2 separate regions of the Mus musculus genome follow, and region 2 is linked to region 1. A link is a contact called in public HiChIP or PLAC-seq data. All regions are on one chromosome and are shown on one strand. The core of a region is the stretch at or near the end of the contact, and the rest is flanking DNA. Distances in the headings are between cores, read along the strand shown. Region 1 overlaps Ambra1 (autophagy/beclin 1 regulator 1). Region 2 holds the start of Large2 (LARGE xylosyl- and glucuronyltransferase 2).

Region 1 (3,532 bases), core at 319-2,818:
AAGATCATGAGATACACTGTACAGAAAAAAAAGTGAGAAGAGTGTTGTATAACACATTTACATTTAGATCACACAAAAGATGGAAAGCAATGCTCTCAATGTGCATATACACACATACACATTCATCTTTCAAGAGATAAGAACTGAAACTGATAGTGGTTACCTACTACAAGGAGTCACAGGCAGCAGGGTGTAGGGTTAAGAAAGTTCTTATTGTATATCCTTTTTTTAAAAAAAAATTTATTTTTTTATTTATATGAGTACATTGCAGCTGTCTTCAGACATACAGTAGAAGAGGGCATCAGATCCCATTACAGATGGTTGTGAGCCACCATGTGGTTGCTGGGAATTGAACTCAGGTCCTCTGGAAGAGCAGTCAGTGCTCTGAACTGCTGAGCTATCTCTCCAGCCCCTTATTGTATATCCTTTAAGTAAGTTTTGAGTTGTAACTATATTATCTAATTTAAACAATGATAAAGTAAAAAAATAAAAATAACTGAAGATGAACTATGGCCAATAAGATATGAGTCACAAATCTACAGATGAACTTGAGTTTTCAATAAGGAAAAGGCAGACTCTTCTACCATGGATTTTTAGAAGAATTGGAGAACAGATTAGTGTACCAGTCAGCAAAATGGCTCAGTGGGTAAAAACATTTTACCTCACAAGCATGGTAACTTGAGTACAACCCCCAGAATTCATAGTGGAAGAAGGTAATTTATTCTTGAAAGCTATCCTCTGACCTCAACACATGTGCCGTGGCATGTGCATACCTACACACAATAATAAATAAAACAAAAAATCAAAAGAACAGATTACTTGACTTGATTTATGGCTTATAGGCACTTAGAATAAAATGAGTAGTTGCTACTTAGGATTCACTAAGAACAAAGCATTAAAAATTATTCTCATTTATCTTGTCTGATAAGAATATTAAAGACTGGTACATCATAAAATGATTATCTTTCAGTAATCAAGATATTTTTAGCTGTATCTCCAAACTCTTACAATGCTTTACATGATACTGAAAACATAAGTGTGCTTGTCTGCGGCCCTAACACTTGAGGCTGAGGCAGGAGGACAACTAGTTCAAGGCTAGCCTATACTATACAAAGCTACTGTCCTTTATTATTGATTTATTTAAAAGACTTGTTTTACTTTTCATTTATGTATATGTGTATTCATGTATGTTTTCTTTCTTTTTGGGGGGGTAGGTGGGGGTGGGGTGGGGCGTCGGGGTTTCTCTGTATAGCCCTAACTGTCCTGGAACTTGCTCTGTAAATCAGGCTGGCCTTGAACTCAGAGATTTGCCTGCCTCTGCCTCCTAGATGCTGGGACTGAAAGTCATGTGCCAATACACCTGGCATGTGTACATTTTCTGTGAATGTATGTTTGGGTACTCTCAGAGGCCAGAAAAGGGCAATGGATCCTATGGAACAGTAGTTAACAGGCACTTGTGAGTTTCCCATGGTGCTGGAAACTGAACTCTAGAGTCCTCTGGAAAATTAGCAAGTGCTCCTAACTGCTGAGCCGTTTCCCCAGACCCTGAGAAGCTGTCTTTAACAGGGAAGAGCTTCAGATGTGAAACCGAAAGTAAAAATAATTCATGTTCCAAAACCATGATAGGAACCCAAAAACATACCTTAACAAGGCTTAATGCAATTTCCTGATTTATTTGCCATTTTTGCTAGAAATCTAAAGGAAGACTGAGAAGAATGTTAATCAAATTAGCAGATGATCCCTAAGACTGAAAGAGAAGGACAAATAAAGGTGCTGCAAGGAAGAACTAGCACTGCAACGACAGGAAGATAATACAAACGGGCTGAATGCTGGCTTACTAACAGTTATCAAGGAACTTTAAGTTACCGTAAATGCAATATTAACTTCAGAAAACGCTGCTGGGATCTGTAGCAAACATCACTGTATTGCGTTTTAGCACACATCATTAATTTTCTGATCTGTTCTGTTTCACCCACAAAGTTAAAGGGGGAAAGAACAGATAGGAAACCACATTAGAAAAAAAAATCTGCAGAGCTTTGATCTGAAAGGTGAGATGTAGAGGAACTTTCCGATTACTGAAGGACTGTGTAAAAGAAGTAAACCAATTACATGGCGTTGCAGCAGCAGAAATAGGATGAATGGGATGAAGTGACCTCAAAAGAAAGACTCATGGTAGCTTGCTGTGAGAAAGAACCTTCCAGCAGAAATGTAACAGTGACAGTGAGGCCATCAGCAGCTGCAGACAGGTTGGGGCTGATTCTCACCTCTTAGGAATGCACAAAAGCCCTTCCTTAGGCAGGGGAAACATCTGCAATGCTGAACAATGGGACCATGGATGTCTTTCAAAGGAAACATATCTATCAGTCACACACATTTGTAAACAGATATTAATCACATCACTCATCTGCTTAGTTGAGGCTTGGATTTGCCAACAAGTCTCCACTCACTATGGCCTTTTCTCAATGTCAGCTACCTCTTTTAGTCTTTTAGTCTCTATGAATCTCTCCACAAATTCCTCGGGGGAGATCTGGCGTTTCCCCTAAACTGTTTTCTGAAATGTGTTACTGGTAGCTGAGGCTAAGCATACAGAAATAGTGCATGACCATCAACAACTTAATGAGAGACAGACAATCCAGTGCTACTTTGCTGCTTTGTATTTTTCAAAGTTCTGTCTCACCAGAAACCCATCTTGCCCATCACTACTCACCATTACTGATTTCTGGAAGGTCAAACTTAGTGAAGTCCCACCACTGGAGCCTGTAGGTAGTATTGGCAATGTTACTGGCCACAGCAGACTGTCCATCTCCAATTACTGCCCCTGATGACAGAGAAGACAACAAGACCACATTAGACTACATACAGTGCATTCTTTTTCTGTATGCTTCTACTGCAGAATATAATGGAACACATGAGTTAGTAGAGGAGAAAAAGAAGAATCACAACTAAAACTCACGAAAGATTGAGAGATCCACATGGCAAGTCACTGCAAAGAGAAACTAGACACAACCTTTCACAAGAAACAGTTCTATGTGGAAATGGAACATCATTCACATGTCCTTCCCATTATTAATGTGTCAGGTCCTGAATATATGCTGTCTAAGAATATATACATTATCTGGGGACACAGATGAGTTTTCATGCAAATGTTAGTAAAGAAATTTGACAACAAGGGGAAGCTACCATGAACACAGACCAGGTGAATTTCAGTTCAGGCCTTGCAGTTCTGGGTGTGTTAGGAGAAGCAGGTCCTCCTTTTTTAGTGACCTTTTTCCTAATAAGACATCTCAAAAGAGGACTTCCTCCAGAGAAGAGGCAGTCAACACATGGTGACTGGAGAGAGGCAGTAAAGAACAAATGAGCTAACACTGTTAATCTCTTTTGAAATGCAGGCATATAACACAGCAGATATTTATGAGTCTGCCTTTGTAACATGAGATTATTTTTATTAAGGCAATTTTTTAAAATGCTCCTCTCCAAGACCTTCCTTTGATTCCAGATTCACTTGTAATGTTTCAGCTTAATTTTCCCTGAG
Region 2 (3,532 bases), core at 307-2,806, 490 kb before region 1:
ACCCCACCCACAGTGCTGAAGTTTCGACAGGATCCACATGAGTGACCCAAGTGGGATCAACAGAGTTAGTATCTCCACCAGCTCACCTCTCTTTATGAAATTACCTTGGTCTAGGCTCTGCCTGTGACCCTCCGTGCTCCTTCACATTTTGATTCCCACAACCATTGCTCTGGGTTGAGGGCCACTCTCATCCACCCCTGACCCAGATCCCAACTGCACAGCAGGCTGAGGATGACAATGGAGCACCGGGACTCAAAGCCCTGCACACCAGGGTTTTCTCTTAATTCCTAAAAGTCCAAGAGGCGGCTTTCGGTTTCCATAGCAACCGCTAAAGACCTACAGGCTGATCCTCATCTCCCAGAGAAAGGCATTCCGATCACGGGAGCCAGCCCCAGGCTACTGTTGATGGATCTGCCTCCCTTTATACAACTGGACTTTCCCGCTAAAAGGCCCAGCTTGAGCTGCTGGTGAGGCCCTTACCTTAAAGGGCAGGTCCAAGTTCTCACCCAGTTTCCATACACACATTGAATGCCTGGAATGTGCGTGGAGGTGTGGGAGGTGGGGGCTACCTCCCAGAACAAACAGGCAACTTCAACTTCCCTTGAGGACCTGGGAAAATAAGTAAGAGATGTAGAGAAAACTACATTCCAGGAGGAAGGGCAGGGGCAGGTCTTGAGGTAGAAGACCCGCCACAGCTGGGAGCCTACAGGAGCAGTGAAAGGCTGCCTGCCTAGCAAGTAGCCAAAGGCTATAGGTAGGTTCCTTTCACTCTTCAGGGACAATCTCATCTTGTGTCCTTCGGGTGATGTGAGGATTACCTGAGTAAAGACTTGGCAAACACTTAGCTCAGGGCTTGGCATTCAGTCTGTGCTGAACCGACCGTGGCGGGTCTCCTTCACAGTCCAGAGCTCCCTGCACCCCTACAGGGCAAAAGGCGTGCCGGAGGCCCGCTGAAGGGTGGAGAGAAAAGGGAGGAAGAAATCCAGGCCTTGGAGCCCGGCACAATCACAGCTTTCTAGACAAGAGTGGGGGATGCCTGGCCCTGCCCCAGCGGCAAGGAGGCTCTTGGCCAGCAGGAGGGGAGGTGGCCTTCAAAAGGGCACAGTGCCCGCATCTTCCAGTCTGCTTCTGGGTAGGGCTAAGGGCCAGGGAGGACGCCTGCAGGCTACAGGTGGCCCCAGCAGGCCCAGCCTCCTGTCGTCGAACTGAGCAGGTGTCCCTAACCTCTGGGCCGGACATTCCTATCCCATCCCCACTACCCTCAGCTTCCTAAACTTCCGCGGTGTGTTTGCCAATTCTTTGAGAGTCATCCGTTCCTCCCCTTAGGAATGGAGTCCCAGAGCCAGGAGGGTGCAGGTAGTGGGCACAGGACCACCCTGGGTAGCCGTCCCCAAGGCCTTTAGCCCTCCCCGTGCCATGGTGCAAAACCACCCTAAAAGGGGTTGAAGGTTCCCAGACCGTGCGGTGCAGGGGCGGGGCCCTGCCGGGGGTCTCCCCGCCCCTTCCAGCTCAGCTAAGCAAAGGTGAAACCTGAGCCCAGGTTGGGGGCGGGGCTAGTTCGCGATTCTGACCGGGACCTGACTGCAGGGCGGTCGCAGGAGGAACAGGGCCTTCCCGGAGCCACTGGAGCAGGTGAGGCCAGCTGCTGCGCACAGCAGGGCGAGTAGCCGTCGGGCCCCGCGGTCCAGTGCTCATCTTGCTATGGTCCTTGGTCCGCAGGGTCGGTGATGGAGCCCGCAGCCCGGGGTCGCGCCCCGCCCTGAGTCCCACAGTCATGCTGCCCCGAGGTCGCCCCCGGGCAATGGGGGCCGCCGTGCTGCTGCTGCTGCTGTTGCTAGTGGTTGGCTTCTTCCTGTTCGGCCGGGACCCGGATTGTAAGCGCCGGAGCTGGGCAGGGGAAGAAGGGACCCTGTGTGACCGCTGCCTGCTCACGCCACGTGTCTTTTCAGATGGACTGGGCACAACTGCTACCCTCGATGAAGACCCGTACAGGAGTCGCAACCTCTCCGCCTCCAGCCCGCAGCTTCTACTGCCACCCAAGTGCGAGGTAGTTGTGCCAAGTGCTGCCATCCCCGAGGTTCCTGGCCAGTCCAACCATCTGGGCATTTGTGGGAACCACAGCACCTGACATGTAGCTACCCAGCTGGGATACCAGAGGACGCTTGCAACGCACGCCCCCCACTCCTGTTCTAATTCCTCACTTATGAAATTGAGGCGTTGCATCTAGGCACCCCTTCTCCCCATCCCCACCTCCGCTCGGATGCCAGGTGGGGCTACACTGTTCTAGACCAGGATGGCTAAGCTAGCTAGTAGAAGTTGAGGGCCGCTGCTGACCTAGGTGTCCCCTCCCCAGATGTTGCATGTGGCTATCGTGTGTGCGGGATACAACTCCAGCCGAGAGATTATTACCCTAACGAAGTCCCTGCTATTCTACAGGTACAGACAGGCCTGGATGAGGGTCAAAAACCTGCCCGTAACAAAGCCCCACTGTTCTGAGTTTCCTTTCTTATGAAGGGGGCCACCAGAACATTCCCAAGAGCTCCTTGTAGCAGACAGGGCTTCCTCCCGTGGGGAGAATCCTGTATTGTTCCCGCACAGCCATGTTAGGCTAACTTTCTCCACCCAAAAGGAAAAATCCGCTGCACCTCCACCTGATAACTGATGCCGTAGCCAGAAACATCCTGGAGACACTCTTCCGAACATGGATGGTGCCAGCGGTGGTGGTCAGCTTCTATGATGCGGAAGAACTCAAGGCAGGAAGAACTCTGCGCTCGTGCTCAGCTAGGCCCACCTTCTTCTTCCTTTCAGCAGTGGGTGGTGGGAGAGGAAAAACTCTGTCCTACTAGACCTCCTGGAGCTGAAATCTTTCATCCTTTGGGGGGGGGGGGGCGATGGCTACGTCCTGCTGTGCCACTTGCTATGTTATCTCTACCCCCGCCCCCTCCGGACAGCCCCTGGTCTCCTGGATCCCCAACAAACACTACTCTGGCCTCTATGGGCTAATGAAGCTAGTACTTCCCAGCATCCTGCCTCCCAGCCTGGCCCGAGTCATCGTCCTGGATACCGACGTCACTTTCTCCTCTGACATTGTGGAGCTCTGGGCACTCTTTGATCATTTTTCTGGTGAGACACCTGCAACCTTGCCCTAGCCTGCCCCTTCCCCAGCTTCCCCAGGCCACTGCTCTGGATAAGCCCAGAGCCCACATCCCCAGGCAGCTCCCTTCCACCCTCCCCTCCCAGACAAGCAGGTGGTCGGTCTCGTGGAGAACCAGAGCGACTGGTACCTGGGCAACCTCTGGAAGAACCATAGGCCCTGGCCTGCCTTGGGCAGGGGATTTAACACAGGTGGGACAGTGGTGAGGGAGGCAGGATTGGGTGGGCTGTGGGCCTCAGGGGTGGGGTGGGCACAGAATGCTAGGAAGCCCTCCCAAAAGAGCTCTGCCAGTGCTTTGGACCAGACCGTGGGTAAAGAGAACTCACCTAACTTTTGTGTTTGTACCAAATGGTGGTGCCAGCTCTTTGTTCCCTTTGA

What was found. HiChIP or PLAC-seq counts read pairs in DNA pulled down with a chosen protein or histone mark.
Region 2: an H3K27ac HiChIP or PLAC-seq map of large pre-B cells shows a contact between it and region 1, with 2.9 times the contacts expected there. The contact joins the promoter of Large2 here to the enhancer-like site in region 1. A contact is called at or near these places in 4 of 39 promoter capture datasets (cranial neural crest, embryonic stem cells, liver and 1 more), 2 of 115 datasets of contacts at active chromatin or transcription factors (embryonic stem cells and large pre-B cells) and 1 of 9 other capture datasets (adipose tissue).

Annotation. Positions count from the first base shown.
Region 1 is chr2:91,875,002-91,878,533 of GRCm38.p6, reverse strand. It overlaps Ambra1 (autophagy/beclin 1 regulator 1), which reads right to left. Exons shown (of 18, transcript NM_172669.3): 12 at 2,708-2,818. Among named protein-coding and RNA genes, the nearest start is that of Chrm4, 45 kb to the left of the region's middle. Within about 2 kb of position 1,568, at least 55 of the 459 cell types and tissues checked have an H3K27ac peak or open chromatin away from gene starts, as enhancers often do.
Region 2 is chr2:92,369,081-92,372,612 of GRCm38.p6, reverse strand. Large2 (LARGE xylosyl- and glucuronyltransferase 2) reads left to right here and starts at 1,556. Exons shown (of 15, transcript NM_172670.3): 1 at 1,556-1,632; 2 at 1,720-1,874; 3 at 1,950-2,047; 4 at 2,354-2,436; 5 at 2,630-2,753; 6 at 2,952-3,123; 7 at 3,241-3,345. The coding sequence starts at 1,775.